Linked DNA regions of Mus musculus: all the other regions are linked to region 4. A link is a contact called in public HiChIP or PLAC-seq and promoter capture Hi-C data. All regions are on one chromosome and are shown on one strand. Each heading gives the region's core, a stretch centred on a gene start, on an enhancer-like site or on the middle of the called end of the contact. The rest is flanking DNA. Distances are from core to core; before and after follow the strand shown. Region 1 holds the start of AI839979 (expressed sequence AI839979). Region 2 holds the start of Agbl5 (ATP/GTP binding protein-like 5). Region 3 holds the start of Haus3 (HAUS augmin-like complex, subunit 3). Region 4 holds the start of Prr14l (proline rich 14-like). Region 5 holds the start of Ppm1g (protein phosphatase 1G (formerly 2C), magnesium-dependent, gamma isoform).

What was found. Promoter capture Hi-C pulls out the DNA fragments that hold promoters and counts their contacts. HiChIP or PLAC-seq counts read pairs in DNA pulled down with a chosen protein or histone mark. Capture Hi-C pulls out chosen DNA fragments and counts their contacts.
Region 1: a promoter capture Hi-C map of pre-B cells shows a contact between it and region 4, with 4 times the contacts expected there. The contact joins the promoter of AI839979 here to the promoter of Prr14l in region 4. A contact is called at or near these places in 4 of 39 promoter capture datasets (embryonic stem cells, hippocampal neurons, pre-B cells and 1 more) and 2 of 115 datasets of contacts at active chromatin or transcription factors (embryonic forebrain and embryonic stem cells).
Region 2: a promoter capture Hi-C map of adipose tissue shows a contact between it and region 4, with 2.9 times the contacts expected there. The contact joins the promoter of Agbl5 here to the promoter of Prr14l in region 4. A contact is called at or near these places in 2 of 39 promoter capture datasets (embryonic stem cells and erythroid cells), 2 of 484 Hi-C or Micro-C datasets (B cells and CD4 T cells), 1 of 115 datasets of contacts at active chromatin or transcription factors (pancreatic cancer cells) and 2 of 9 other capture datasets (adipose tissue and liver).
Region 3: a promoter capture Hi-C map of liver shows a contact between it and region 4, with 3 times the contacts expected there. The contact joins the promoter of Haus3 here to the promoter of Prr14l in region 4. A contact is called at or near these places in 3 of 39 promoter capture datasets (erythroid cells, liver and pre-B cells), 1 of 484 Hi-C or Micro-C datasets (muscle stem cells) and 1 of 9 other capture datasets (liver).
Region 5: a contact with region 4 is called in an H3K4me3 HiChIP or PLAC-seq map of embryonic forebrain, with 4 times the contacts expected there. The contact joins the promoter of Ppm1g here to the promoter of Prr14l in region 4. A contact is called at or near these places in 6 of 39 promoter capture datasets (cranial neural crest, frontonasal cranial neural crest, hippocampal neurons and 2 more) and 2 of 115 datasets of contacts at active chromatin or transcription factors (embryonic forebrain and large pre-B cells).

What each region holds. Positions count from the first base shown.
Region 1 is chr5:31,570,086-31,572,785 of GRCm38.p6, forward strand. It overlaps AI839979 (expressed sequence AI839979), which reads right to left and starts at 1,312. Exons shown (of 3, transcript NR_102275.1): 1 at 1,099-1,312; 2 at 715-834; 3 at 1-345.
Region 2 is chr5:30,887,411-30,890,224 of GRCm38.p6, forward strand. It overlaps Agbl5 (ATP/GTP binding protein-like 5), which reads left to right and starts at 1,524. Exons shown (of 16, transcript NM_001374737.1): 1 at 1,524-2,114; 2 at 2,710-2,814. The coding sequence starts at 2,756. Gm35795 (a long non-coding RNA gene) reads right to left here and starts at 1,545. Exons shown (of 2, transcript XR_376844.2): 1 at 1,437-1,545; 2 at 1-584. It overlaps n-TYgta9 (a tRNA gene), which reads left to right and starts at 673; the gene lies at 673-761. It overlaps n-TAagc15 (a tRNA gene), which reads left to right and starts at 1,105; the gene lies at 1,105-1,177.
Region 3 is chr5:34,168,064-34,170,833 of GRCm38.p6, forward strand. Haus3 (HAUS augmin-like complex, subunit 3) reads right to left here and starts at 1,361. Exons shown (of 5, transcript NM_146159.1): 1 at 1,327-1,361; 2 at 1-380. The coding sequence starts at 250. Poln (DNA polymerase N) reads right to left here and starts at 1,463. Exons shown (of 25, transcript NM_181857.4): 1 at 1,327-1,463.
Region 4 is chr5:32,852,771-32,855,582 of GRCm38.p6, forward strand. It overlaps Prr14l (proline rich 14-like), which reads right to left and starts at 1,460. Exons shown (of 11, transcript NM_194340.2): 1 at 1,323-1,460.
Region 5 is chr5:31,219,276-31,221,975 of GRCm38.p6, forward strand. Ppm1g (protein phosphatase 1G (formerly 2C), magnesium-dependent, gamma isoform) reads right to left here and starts at 1,270. Exons shown (of 10, transcript NM_008014.3): 1 at 1,028-1,270. The coding sequence starts at 1,147.

The DNA.
Region 1 (2,700 bases), core at 62-2,561, 1.3 Mb before region 4:
AGGTCCAGCCTGTGTATGCTCTTTGGTTGATGGTTCAGTTTCTGGGAGCCCCTAGTGGTCCAGGTTAGTTGACTTTGTTGGTCTTCTTGTAGAGTTCCTATTTCCTTCAGGGCCTGCAATCCTTCCCACAACTCTTCCACAAGAGTCCCCAAGCTCCATTTAATGTTTGACTGTGGGACTCAGCATCTGTTTCAGTCAGCTGCTGGGTAGCTGTCAGAGGAGTTATGCTAGGCTCCTGTCTACAAGCACAACAGGCTCCATATCCTCACTGCTAGGAGTCTCAGCTAAAGTCACCCCCATGGACTGGGATGGGTGAGACTCCCGGGAGCTTTACCATTTTGTCTGCTGTGAGAGAGAAGTCAGGAAAAACAAAAACAGAGCCTACTTAATTGAGTTCGGAACTTAAATCTGCCAGAACCCAATGCAGTGGGTGCCCTCACTGCCAGATGGCCAGCAGGTCCTTGGGAGTAAACCAGAAGACAGTTTTAAGAGGCTGTTGTTTCCCTAAGGACATAGCTTATAATCTGCCTGTGCTTGAAGTACTTGCACATACAGAGACTTCTTCTTTTTAAGCACATATTGATTAAATATAATGAGGCATACTGAGGTTGAGAGGAGAGATCAGGGAGGGAGGCGTCCATGCATACCCAGGGCTTTGAACAAGGGCTCCCCGACTCAAGGAAGTGCACAAACCCAAAATTACCAGGAACCTACCTGTGAGTTTGTTGTGGACAGTTTCTGGGATTCTGTGTAGCCTTTATCAGCATCTCTAAAGGGTCATTGTCCAAATATAGTTAAACAGACTTCGGACACGGAAGCGTTGGACTCCCATTCCTAGGCACAATGGCACAGTTTATAGCAGGTCCCTGTCAACCTCACTCCATCACCCCCTCAAATCCTTGCCTAGAAATCTATTCCAGCTAGCCTCCTTTTGCCCTACCAGGGGGAGGGGAAATCCGAAAGCTTATTTTTAGGCAGGCCCTGCCAAGACTCCCCGCAGTGGCTGGACTGCTGCTGGGCCTGAGGGGTGCCCGCGCCCCAGGAGGACAAGCAGTGTGCGGGAGGGGCCTGCGGGCACGAGCGGATGTCACAGCTTACCTCAGAGCCTGAATTAGAAGCCTGAAAAAAAAAATCACAGCAGGAAATAATGTGGTGCCCAAAATAGAAACATCAACCGGGAGAGAGGCCGGGAGTAGGTGGCGTTTGAGGCTCCTGCAGCGTCCTCCCCAGAGGCCTCCTGACAACCGGCAAGCGGGTTGGCATGAGATTGCAACCCAGCCCAAGAGGCCACAAAGGCACCGGCTGGATGTTTCAGCAAGGGAGAAGGAATGGGCAGTAAAGTGGAGAATCAGGACCGCCTCCTCTTCCCTCCCTCTCGACTTTCTCCTTCCTTCTCCAAAGTCTTACCGCCACCGCTGACCCCTTCCTCTTTTTCGGCATCATCCCTCAACCTTCTCCCCACACAATGACTTCTGCTTTTTTCCTCACTCTCTAGTGCCCCTTCTTCTCTGATACTGCCCCCACCCCGCTTCCTCCTTTCCCTCCCCACACCAAGCCCTTCATTTCTCCTGGGTGGTCTCTGCCCCAACCCGCCGCCCCCCAGCCTCCCGGTGCTTTTGGGTGCCTTCCTAGGTAACTAGTGGGAGCTCAGTCTAGCAGCAGCTAACTGAAGGTCAGCCTCCTGTGCCTGACTGCAGCCTGGCTGCACTGATCTCCCCTTCACCCCACACTCAGCACCCTCCACGCCTCTTTAGAGAAAAGGAGGCCCTGGAGTCTAAGGAAGATGGCAGGGTCAGGACTCCTTCCTCTGGGGCCTCTGGAGGGCTTGAGAGGAAGCAGAAACTTTGCAGGCAATCTTGGACTGTCTCTCCCTTCACAGCTGAGTTCCTGGTAGATTGCATGGTTTGCCAAATTTCCGTGTTTCTCATGCTGGCATGTGCCATTGGGCAAGGTATAAAGTCGGTGAGAACCAGACTTAAGGTCTCTCTGATGCTCCCCTTAACCTTCACCAACCCCGAGTGGGGAAACATCTGTGATCTCCTTTACAGTGGGAACTCAGATGCAGCAGGTGAGCTGGAGGATGGGGGACACTGGAGGATGGGGGACACTGGAGGATGGGGACACTGGAGGATGGGGGACACTGAGGATGTCTTTAATCTTAGCACTAGGTAGAGGCAGATGATCTCTAGGAGTTAAGAGTCCATCCTGGTCTACATGGTGAGTTCCAGGCTAGCCAAGGCTACATAGTGAGACCCTGTCTTTAAAAACAAAGGAAAGAAAAGTCGGAGTAGTAGGCATGCTGCATGTTTGTAAGAGTAGAAGGGCTGGGATCGAGGCACAGGGAGTGCAGCCCCTCTACTGACCTTGAACTTGGACCAAGTTCATTGACTTGGTATTTCCATACCCGGTTTTCTTCGTAACAAGATTTGTTTTTTATTATTTCTTTTCTGAATGTAAGCATGAGACATTCCATTACATATGTTGGGTAATTTCAATTATTAAAAATTCCCTAGGTGGGGCTGGAGAGATGGCTCAGCAGTTAAGAGCACTAACTGTTCTTCCAGAGATCCTGAGTTCAATTCCCAGCAACCACATATGTTCACAACCACCTTTAATGAGATCTGATGACCTCTTCTGATATGTTGGAAGCCAGCAACAGTGTGCTCATATACATTTTAAAAGGAAAGAAGAAAAAAAAAA
Region 2 (2,814 bases), core at 274-2,773, 2.0 Mb before region 4:
CCTTTGTTTAAAAAAATGGGTGAGCTTTCTGTGAGCCAATAGAGGGCTGGCCCTGTGAGGAAGAGCAACAAATACGTGAGCCAGATAAGGGGTCAACCCATCACGGCAGAGAAGACACTTGGTTGGCAGTGAAGCCCAGGTGGGGCGGAAACCTTTCCCAGACCTCGACCATAAAAGCGAGGTTATAAGCGACTAGGGCAGGACCTGGGACTGCACCCAGCCAGTGGGCTCGGAGAGTAGGAGTCCGGGCCGCCGCTGCATCCCAGCGTCCAGGGCATAGGGGTCCCTCGCTCCCGTGGCTCGGTCTTCCCTTCTGGCCTGGGTCTCGGTGAATGGACCCCGACACTTCAGCTGACGGAGCGAATGTCTTTCGCATCATCAGAACAACATGCTTTATATACTTTCATCACGCCGAAAACCAAAGGAAACCTGGAGCAGAAGCAGCATTCGTAGTCCCAAACACCGAAACTAATGTCTGCTTAGCGAGAGGAAGGCCGCCCCAGCTTTAGCCTCAATCCGGCTCACGGCGAGCTCCTGCCGCAGGGTGCGAGCCTGCAAGCCCGCCTTTCTTCTGGCCCGGGATCCTTTAGTTTACGCAGAAACACATTAGGGAAAAAAAAAAAATCTTGGTAAGCATTAGAGGGAAAACTGCAGCAGCCCGACGCAGCGGGGCCTTCGATAGCTCAGTTGGTAGAGCGGAGGACTGTAGTCAGTACAATATGGTAATCCTTAGGTCGCTGGTTCGATTCCGGCTCGAAGGACTTCGTGCACTACTTTTAGTTTACCTACACCCTAGGTCAATTGCTCCGTGGGGGAAACGCTTACTTGAGGATAGGCAGTGTATTTTCCTGGCTACGTTGAAAACCCCTTGAGTACATATAGCAGTTAAGTAGTCGAAGTACAACGTACCTTGTTCGCATATTAGGTGTTAAAGCTATAGTGACATGTACTTCAAGAAAAGTCCTTATTGCTTATGTATGTATTACATGGCTCTGTTTCAAAATCTTGCTGAGGGCTCCATCCTACTTTATATTGTGAACTACATTAGAAAACTGAGTCTCAGGAAACCTTGTAAAGGTTACAGGAAGGTACAGCACTACAGCTGGGGGATTAGCTCAAATGGTAGAGCGCTCGCTTAGCATGCGAGAGGTAGCGGGATCGATGCCCGCATCCTCCACTTCCTTTTACACACCATCAGGCTCATGATCTGTTGTGTCCACGTTTCGTTACACAGTAGAGCTAGGAGCACGGTAAACAAAGATCGGCTTCACATGCTATTTTCTTATTCACAGGTAAGTCTTTTCCTGTTTCCTGCTCACTGCTCTGTCTTTCCCGCCTCGGGGAGGCGGGCCGTTAACCGCCTACAGAGAAGACGCCTAGTGAGCCGCACACGGCGGTGGCCCGCGGAAGCCCCCAAACGGCCCCCTCACAGGTACCTGCCAACGTGCACGGAACCCTGCGTGGCGACCAATGGCAGTGCGCTTTACTGGGCGGGTAGCCAGCTGCAGCTGCGGCCAATAGGCAAGAGACTTCTTGTTTCCTGGCAGAGTGGGGTCCCGGCACCGCGGCTCTCTGGTTTTGTGTGGGTCCCGGGTGGAGGGCCCGGGTGCCGGGGCCCGAGGTGCCGCCTCGCTAGCGGGAGAGGGAGCGGGAGCAGCGGCCCGGAGAGAGGTGAGGGGCTTCGCGTGGACTGCGGCCCCGCCGGCAGGCCCCGCCCCCTTCTCAGCCCGCTCTGCCGGAGCCCCCGTCGAATGCCACCCCGCCCCCCGGCCTGCCGCGGCCGGCCCGCCGACCCCGCCTTTGGTTGACTCCCTCTGCTCCTGTGGCCTCACCTCTGACCCCTAGGACCCGCCTTCCTGTCCGCCAGTGTACCTGTCTCGACCCCTCCCACGCTTCCAAACCCCACCCTGCCCTGGACAAGCCAGGCAGCGCGAGGGTCCTCGCGAATCGAGGAGCTGCCTGCTGCTTCCAAGCGGGACTCTACTGGCCCAGCCTTCCTAGGGGTGCTTAGGACGCCCGTTACCCACACCTTCGAGGGTAGCTTTTGCACGGGCTCGTGTCTACAGGGCGGGAGGATGGAAACAGACCCTAATTGGAACTGAGGTTCAGGGCAGGTGAGCAAGTGGCTTTGGCCGGGCATAGGCTACGTTTTCATAATAGGCGTAGTAGAGGAAGGGGGTGGTAGCAACGCTCTTCAAGGTCTCCGAGAAACGAGTATAATTACAGTCGGTGCTTGTGAAGACAAAAGAGGTAAAGAAAGGAAGCTACCATTTACACTTAGAAACTTGGTTCTTCTTGCTCCGGGCTGTCCAGTACAAAGCCAATATAGGAAATTTTAATATGGCCTCTCCCTCATAGAGTCAGTGGCAACCACCCGACCTCGAGTCTCTGCCTCTTAGGTTGTTAAAAAGCTTGAGAATCTAGCGTTTTCCAACTCAACTAAGGAAGCTAGTGAGCATTCGATTGGGGAACGGTGGTGATGTAGTAAAATAGGGTGTTTTTAGGTCGCTCATACTCCTTGGGTGTCCAGGGACAGAGTTGTGCTTTCTCTTGATCTTACTGAAAGGCTACTTCCAGGTTTTCTATGAATAAGAGCGTTTTGCTTCATAGAGTAGAAAAGACATTTCTCATTTATCCAGACATACCAAACACATTGTTTCATTTTCTGCCCTTCCTCCCTATCCCAACTTTGATTTTTTTTCCCCCCAGCTCTCAGGGCCTGTGTGGGGCAAGAGGATGCTTTCCCAGCCCCACCATGGAGCTGCGCTGTGGGGGATTGCTGTTCAGTTCTCGCTTTGATTCAGGGAACCTAGC
Region 3 (2,770 bases), core at 111-2,610, 1.3 Mb after region 4:
AGGTCCTAAGAACTTCATCCAATGCTGTTCCTTCTAGGATAGGCTTGCCTGATCGCTGGAGATCGCTGAAGGCTTCCAATTCTTTTTCAGACAATACATTCTGTTCATTCACATTCCCACAAAACCATTTCAAGAATGACTCATCTTCAACATCCTCAAAGAGCCAGTCAAAATCTTCTCCATTAAGAATATCAGCTTTGGGATAACCAATTTTTTTCAATGTTTCCACAAACTCATTTCCACAACTCATGGTTTAACTACTCCTGTTTTTAAATATTTGATATGAATCTATTTTTTTAAACTAAGTTCAAACAGAAAAAAACATATTTACGCTAAGTCCATAGAAGAAGGAAAAAAAATACAATCTATAATGTGTTTTCCTAGTGGGGGAAAGAACACAAGTATTAGACCATGAACAAGGCAAATGAATTTTAAATATACAGATCATTTTATCAGATGACATCAGGAGACTACTTAAGTTAAAAGCAGATGCACGTGCAATATCTGACAAAGACAAAGCAAAACAGAAGCAATCAGGGTGTTGCTTAGGACACTACAACAGTAATGAAGAATCTAATTAATGAAGATATAACAATAAAAAAAAACTGATTTTTTTTCCCAATGATGAAATTACTTAAAATAAATTACATTTTGTAAAATAGCTGTTTCCCCTGTAGTTTCTAGTTAGGAAAAAGAAATATGCCTACCTTTCTAAGGAAGAATCAACTAAATATTTACTTCAATCAGCGTTCCATCAGTCTCAAAGGACTCAATCTATAGATATAACCAGTCTAACGCAGAGAAAACCAGGACAAATTGACAAGTTTCAAAGTACCCATCAATCATCAAGTAAGAAGTTTTATTTCGAATAGAACACAATGAACCACGACTTGAACCAAACTTAGGTCAGTGACAATGGCAGGTCTTAAAATCACGATGTATTTGACACTCTGGTAGCAAACTCTCTGGGTTGGTTTTGGTTTGTTTCTGAGTATCCAGTTATGACACTTAAGAGCTCTAATAAAACACGCCCACAAAAGTACCAAATTGCTGTTTTTAAAAGCTGGGTAACAGATAAGTGTGTATTTCCGGTTTAACGTTTGCCTCGTATGATTGAGGCCTTGGGTTTTATCCGCAGTATCCGAAAAATAAAGCTACCAACCCCAGCCGGATGACCGGCCACGTACCTCCGCCCCCACCTCTGGCACAAAGCCTCAGCCTCCCCGCACACCCCGCGCCTGGGCCCAGCGACCTCTATCGATGCCTCAAGCAGGCTGTAGGAGGGTAGCGGCGGCCCCGCCAACCCCGAACTTACAAGACCCTTACCTCAGGAAAGCCGCAGTCACTGCTCTCTGCCAGCCTCCAACCGCGCGCGCCGCAGTGCCTCACGGGAGTGCCAGGACGCGCACGCGCAGATTACAACATCCGTAAAGTCAGCGCAGGCGGCGAGGTATCCCGGAGAAAGCGAAGGAGGACCCGCAGACCAACCCCCTTCAACGAGCCGGGGTAAAGTGATTGGCTTTCCTGACGGACGCACCGCCCCTTAGCCCCGCCTCTGGCCCGCCGTCCTTCCCGCTAGGCTCAAGAGGATTGGTTTTCTCACTATAGGCTCTGCCCTCGCTCCGCCCCACCCCGCCCCCGCTCGGGAGTTGGAGTCTGGGTCTCTTCCGGCTGCTTTGTTGCCTTGGCCATTTGGCCCTCTAGTTCAGTTAGGCCTCCTGTCCTAAGAATGGCTTGCGGTCTGTGACACCACTAGGGGACCGGAAGTTTGAGGCCGAACAGACCCCTTCTTCCCCCAACAGCTCTTACCACCACCACTGGTAGGGTGATCCAGCGTTGGTGCTAATAACAAGCAGCTGGGACCCTATCAGGTCTCTTGCAGGGTAGGATTGTTGGCTATAGAATCTTTTACAATGGTTATTTAACAAAAATCACTTAACTCCCAAGGCCTCGATGACTTCCAAGCAAAAGCTGACTCCCTCCAAGATCCCATCTTCAAAATGTCAAGGTGTAAAATACATCAGTTTTAGAATGCATTTAACTCAGAAGTACAGACATTCTGAGGATGCCCGCCGTCATTCAATGAAAGACAGAATGCTGAACTCAGATGCAAGCCTAGTTAATGTCCTATGGTCCCAGAAAACTGATCTTTGGAGTTACAGTTGGCATTGGTAACAACTTGTCTGTATGGGTCATAATCTGTTCATTTTTTTCTATCAGACAGCATTTGCAACTTAACCACTCTCTTGTAAGATGATATATAAATTCACAAGATCTGGGCTTTGATCATTAAAAAAATAGTATTCCCCTCTTCTAATCATAAATAGGGTGATGTATCAGACAAGGGTCTAGTCTAGTTGCTACTAGGTAGAATTCTTTCTGGATCTTTTTCCCTGGGCTTATTTGTTTTGTGAGACAAGGATTTGCTTCTCTACCCAGGCTGGGCTTCAACTCAAGATCCTACTTTAGCATCTCCAAGTGCTGGGGCCACAGGTATGAATCACCATGCCCAGATATTCATGTTTTCAAAGAGAGAAAAACTAATGTTCTAAGCAGATCATTTAAATTTGAGTTGAAGACATTTCCTATTAATTCTTATTTAACTTTTATCCTCCTTTTGAAGGTCAATAAAACCGGAAAGTAAATAAAAACAAACAGTACAGGGGAAAAGTTCTTAGAATGGTGCCTAATGTGGTTAGGACATCAGGGGACTGGCCCAAGAGGACCCCAGATGCCAAACTGGAGGTAGGGGCTCAGCAGGGAGCTGGCG
Region 4 (2,812 bases), core at 210-2,709:
AAACAAAACATAAAGTGGCACATGGTGGTGCATGCCTGAACTAGGAGTGTCCTATAAAGTGAGAAAAGATTGGGGCAGAGGCAGGCGGATTTCTGAGTTCCAGGCCAGCCTGGTCTACAAAGTGAGTTCCAGGACAGCCAGGGCTACAGAGAAACCCTGTCTCAAAAAAAAAAAAAAAAAAAAAGATTATTGGGGGGACTAGAGGCTAGCCTTGACTACCTACCTAGTTTGAGCCCGAGCTATAAAAAAAAAATCCCTCAAATCAAAATAATAAACAGGTAAAGTGCTAACATGTTTCCAAAACTTACTATTTCTTTCCCTGATTTTCACCAAGGCTCTCTGTTAACTTAGGGAGTAGAGTACAGCAAGATCCAAAGTGAGAGGAAGAATACTGTATCTTAGGAGCAGGGAAAGCCTTTCTGGTGGAAAGAGGGTTGCAATTTGTGATGGAGGATACATTCATGCCAATAACAGTTTCTCTGAGGACATGACTTTTCTTTCTTAATATATCAATACTAACAACTGACCAAACGTTCACTGTGCACCAAGCATTTTCCACAAAAGTTCCCTTGAGCCCTCATGACAATTCAGAGAAAAAAAAGTACCCAGGTTAAGGATGGGCTGCAACTGACAGGGGATGAGGCAAGGTCATGAGGATGTTAAGTGGGAGATACAAACTTGCAAATATCACACTCCAAAAGAGGAGCAGCAGCTCAATCAATACTAAGAGACTTAATAAAAACACAAAAACCAAAGCTCCCTTGGTGGACATGACTGGGGGAAGGGGAGAAAAGCTGACTTACGATATCATAAATTCAGGGCCTCCCTCTATCTTGGGGTGAAAGTGAAAAATAAAGGATCGAGAGATCTGTTTCTTGCAGATAGGATACCTCTGTCACTTTTGGGAAAGTTGAGAACCTCCTTCACTTGGAAGACGCTGACCAAAGTGGGGGTCGCTCTTTTGAATAAAGAATTCCCCTTGGCACCATAAACGGGTCTCCCTTCGCTGACAAATCGACCAGAGCCGAGGAAAGGCGTATACCAACAAGGGGCGTCGTCCTCTCCAAGGAGAGAGAAGTTGGGGGTCCCCTGCAGATGAAGGTTGAATGGGAGCCTCCTTCCCCTGGAACCAGGACTCCGAGAAGCTGTTTTCTCCCAGGGACGTAGAGCCTGATCTCCTGGATGTCTGTGGGTGTTTGTCACTAACAGCACTGCTTCGGTGCCCTTCGGCTCCCTGAAAGGCTGGGGGCCCGGACCCCCTTTAGTCAGCACCGTCCGGCGGAGGACCCCCAGGCGGTCGTGGGACTGCCCAGGCCTCTTACCCTGTGGCCTCCTCCACGGCTCGTGCTCATCCCTCCACTTTGGCGTCGGCTGCCTCCGTCCCTGCTGTCCCCGCCGCCGCCAACTCTACCAGATCTTCGGGAGCCGAGGCCCGAGGGCGCTCCAGCTTCCACCGCTTCCACAGTGCCCTCCCCCCCCACCTACCGCACTTCCTCATCCGGGGCCAAAGCCAGCCATGCGGACGGGTCTCGATCCCGCCCCCGCACGGCGCGCGCGCAATCCGGAGGGCGGCTCTTCCCGGCTGGTACCTCCACCCTCCGCTAGCTCCAGACACGCTCAGCCCCGCCCCCACCGCGTTGACTCTTAAAGAGAAACACATCGTTCTACCCAGTTCCTGTCTCAGACTGTTACCAGTGCTATGGTCCATATCTCTGAGGTGGACAGATGCCACTCTAGGGCCCTGTCTGCTTCCATCCTGGCAGATTGTGGGACCTTCTAATAACTATAATCAAAGGTTTAGGTCACACCATCCTCCTATTGCTTCTAATCACACTGAAATTCAAAAGATAACCCAGGAAAGTATTTGATTACACTTTGATTTTGTTTCATTGCCTCTCTAGCATTGAAGGTACCTCATTTTATCTGTGTTGCCTGTTTCTTTCCATCCTTGTCTGTTTTCTTTAGGACTCTATATTCATAGCACCTAAAGAAGTGTCTGGAAGAAATTACAATGGACCTGGCATTCCTTTAATCCCAGCACTTGGGAGGCAAAGGCAGGCGGATTTTTGAGTTCAAGGCCAGCCTGGTCTACAAAGAAAATTGAAATTACCTTTTCTTTGATTAGGATCTGCAGAGGAAACCAAGGCTTGGCTGCACGCTCCTTTAACCCCAAAAAGGCAGAAGACAGCCTGGTTTACATAGGATTTGATTTGAGTCAGGATCTTACTTTTTAGCTCAGGCAAGTCTGAAACTTGCTATGTGTGCCAGTCTAGCCTCAACTCTTGACCTTCCTGCCTTGACCTTTTGGATAAAGGGAAAATAGGCATGTGCGACCATGCTTGGCTTATTCGTTTTCTTAAGTCACATGAAAGTATTATTCATCTTACTAAATTTTTATTTTTATCCTTTTATCTCCTCTCTCTCTCTCTCTCTCTCTCTCTCTCTCTCTCGATAGGAAATATTGCAATAGGGTTCTCCCTATGTAGTCCAGGCTGACTTGGAACTCACTATTTAGATGTGGCTCGCCATCTTTTTTCTTTTTTTTTTCTTTTTTTTTTTTAAGTAGCCTCTTAAAATCTATCAACTTTTTGTTTGGTTATTTTTAGTTTTGAAGATAGTTTCTCTTTGTAGCCCTGGCTGTACTGAAACTTGCTCTGTAGATGAGGCTGGTCTCACACTCAAGAGATCTGCCTGCCTCTGCCTCCCAAGTGCTGGGATTAGAAATATGTGCCCTAGGGCTGGTGAGATGGCTCAGTGGGTAAGAGCACCCGACTGCTCTTCCAAAGGTCCAGAGTTCAAATCCCAGCAACCA
Region 5 (2,700 bases), core at 20-2,519, 1.6 Mb before region 4:
AAAAAAAAAAAAAAAAAAAACACCAAGGGAAACTATTTGGCTGTTACCTGTAGCCCACCTACTAACTGGATAAACCCTCGATTCCAGACATAATTAGAACTTTTCACTAGTCCCTTAGACTTCACACAAAATTGCTCAAAGACACCTATTCCCTGTTCATTGTAGTTTCACATCCATTTGCTCAACACTGTCAATCCAAATGATTGCTTTCCCTTTCATCCAAAGTGGACTTTTCTTTTCTTTTTAAAAGTTATTCGTAGATGGTGACAAAAAAGGATTGATGACAAGACTGAAAATCGAGTATACTAAATTATATGCAGAGGAAAATGACAACTCAGTAAGTTTTAAAGAAATCGAGTAAGAAAAAAAATTACAAGCATATTTCAAAAAATAAAAAATAAAAGCAAGCCTAGTGACAGACACGATTCCTTTCCTAAAGATCATAAAAGATTTCGAAAAGAATACGAACGAGTGACAATTCTCGAAGGTCAAGCGGGGCTTCTGAAATTAACATGAGGTGTCTAAGGCTAAAAGCAACTGAGGGTTAAGAATGGAAAGCACATTATTACCCGGGCTCCTTTTCGCCATCAAGTTTGTAGCCCCAAGAGGCCTGCCACATTACATATTTCAAGAATAAAAACGAACCAGTCATTCACATCTATTCGACCAATAAGCGAACAAATAACGAGTCTTCCCTCTTCCCTCTGACAACCCCATGCCGCTGGAAAAGCTGGAGGGCTGGGCTGGCACCAGAGGATGGCGCGAAGGTACGGAGAGACGGCGGCCAGTAGGCGGAAGGTGCCTCTTCTCACATGGCAGGGCTCCCGCAGCCACTAGCCATCAGGCCGCGGTCCCCAAGCTCTAGCCGCTCCCTCTCCGCCCGGATCCCGCGCTCGCCGCCGCCTCCCGCACCGTGGCTGCAGGCTCTCGTCAGGGACCCCTGCTTGAGGAGAACCCCATCCCCCTCGCTCCCTTTCTCTGTCAGGTTCCTGCCATGCAGTGGCCAGCCGCTGGGGCCCTGTCTCACCTCCATGGAGACGCGCCAGCCTTGCATGGCGGAGAAGCCGTAGGGCAGCGGGAGCCGCGGGGCGCCAACCCCGTCCCCGGAGCACTTCACCGTGTTGGGCTGAGAGAGGTAGGCACCCATGGCGGCGGATGGCTGGCTACCTGAGGAACAGGTAAGCGGGACGCGACCCTTGCCGGCGCCGGAGCCGGGGCCCCTGGGGGCGCGCGTGGCAAGGAGCGGGCCCGGCTGCGCAGTCGACGCAAGGTGCCGGCGAAAGGCGCGAGGCCGGCTAGGAGGCGGTAACGGGACAGGAGCGGGGAGAGGGCGGAAGCGGAAACCGCGCTGCTCCAGGCCCCGCCCTACTGGCGCGGTGAGCCGCTGCGGGCGGTCATTTCCTTAGCAACTCGCCCCGCCCTCGGGGACAACGGCCCGCCCAACCGCCGCTCCCGCGAGACTGGTTGCCACGCCCACCAACGGCTGGGGCTGGAGGGAGCCATGGCGATGTGCGGCCATCTCCACGCTGACCGTGCTTTAGCACGGGGCTCTGGTCTCAGCAGTTTTTGCCTGAAGTCTCTATTGTGTGGGACCTGGGGCTTCCAGTTGCGTTCTGCGGTTTTGTCAGCCCTGTCCCTCCCTCTCTCCCTCCACGCCCTCAGATTCCGACAAACCCCGCCGGATTCGGTTCAATTAAAGTTGACTAGCGTTTGTACTGCGCTTCCGCGGTCTTTGGCCAGGCTCTGTGAGGCCTGTACTGACAAAGGAAAACGGAGACCTAGGTCTGTGGAAAAATTCGAATTAATACAGGGTAGAAACTGTTTGGTGCAGTGCTGGGTGAGGCGAGAGCAAAGAGGCGGGAACGAGCTGCTTATCGCCAATGTAGATTTAAGACCCTCGGAGAAGGTGCCTGAGGGTGGCGTTTAGCCACGGGAGAAGGGAATACGGATACAAGGCTGGAGGACTGAGGAAAGTGTAAACTACATTGGGCTGGCTTATTGAGGAAGCTGGCTGGCCTCTTTGTGGAGAGCGATTCTAAGTAGGAACAGATCTAGCGATGGATGGATGGCCTAGCATCAAGATGGGTAATGTGGTCGTCATTGTGGTGGTGCCTGTTTTGCGTTTGTTAGTCTAATTCTGTGTGCACTGGACACCAGAGGAAGAGTCTGGCGGGTACTGTAACTGGTTAGAATGCTCTTAATCTGAACGTGATGAACTAAGGACTGGGGTGCTGGCCACGGGTAGTTAGGGTTGGAGGGACAATCCAGCAGGTTCTTTTCATTATATGGATTATATATAACGGAAAGGAGTAATTTCCTGAAAGTAAAAGAAAATCAACTCATTGGAAAGAACTGGGGACTAGAGAGCTGGCTCAGAGGTTAAGAACACTGGTAGCTCTTCCACATTAGCGGGGTTCAATTCCAGCACCAACATGGCTGTCTATAACTCTGGTTCCAAGGAACCAGACGCCCTCTTCTGGCACTAGGCGTCCAAGTGGTGCACAGACATAATACATGCAGGCAAAACACACATGCATAAATTTTAAATAAATAACAAAAAACTAAGCCCAGCATTATAGCTCATTGCCAGTAATTCCAGCACTTAAGAGGCTGAGGCAAGATCACAAATCCCAGGTTTCAGGACAACTTGGGCTATAGAATTAGACCCTCAACTCATAAGCAAATCCCAGAATTACAGTT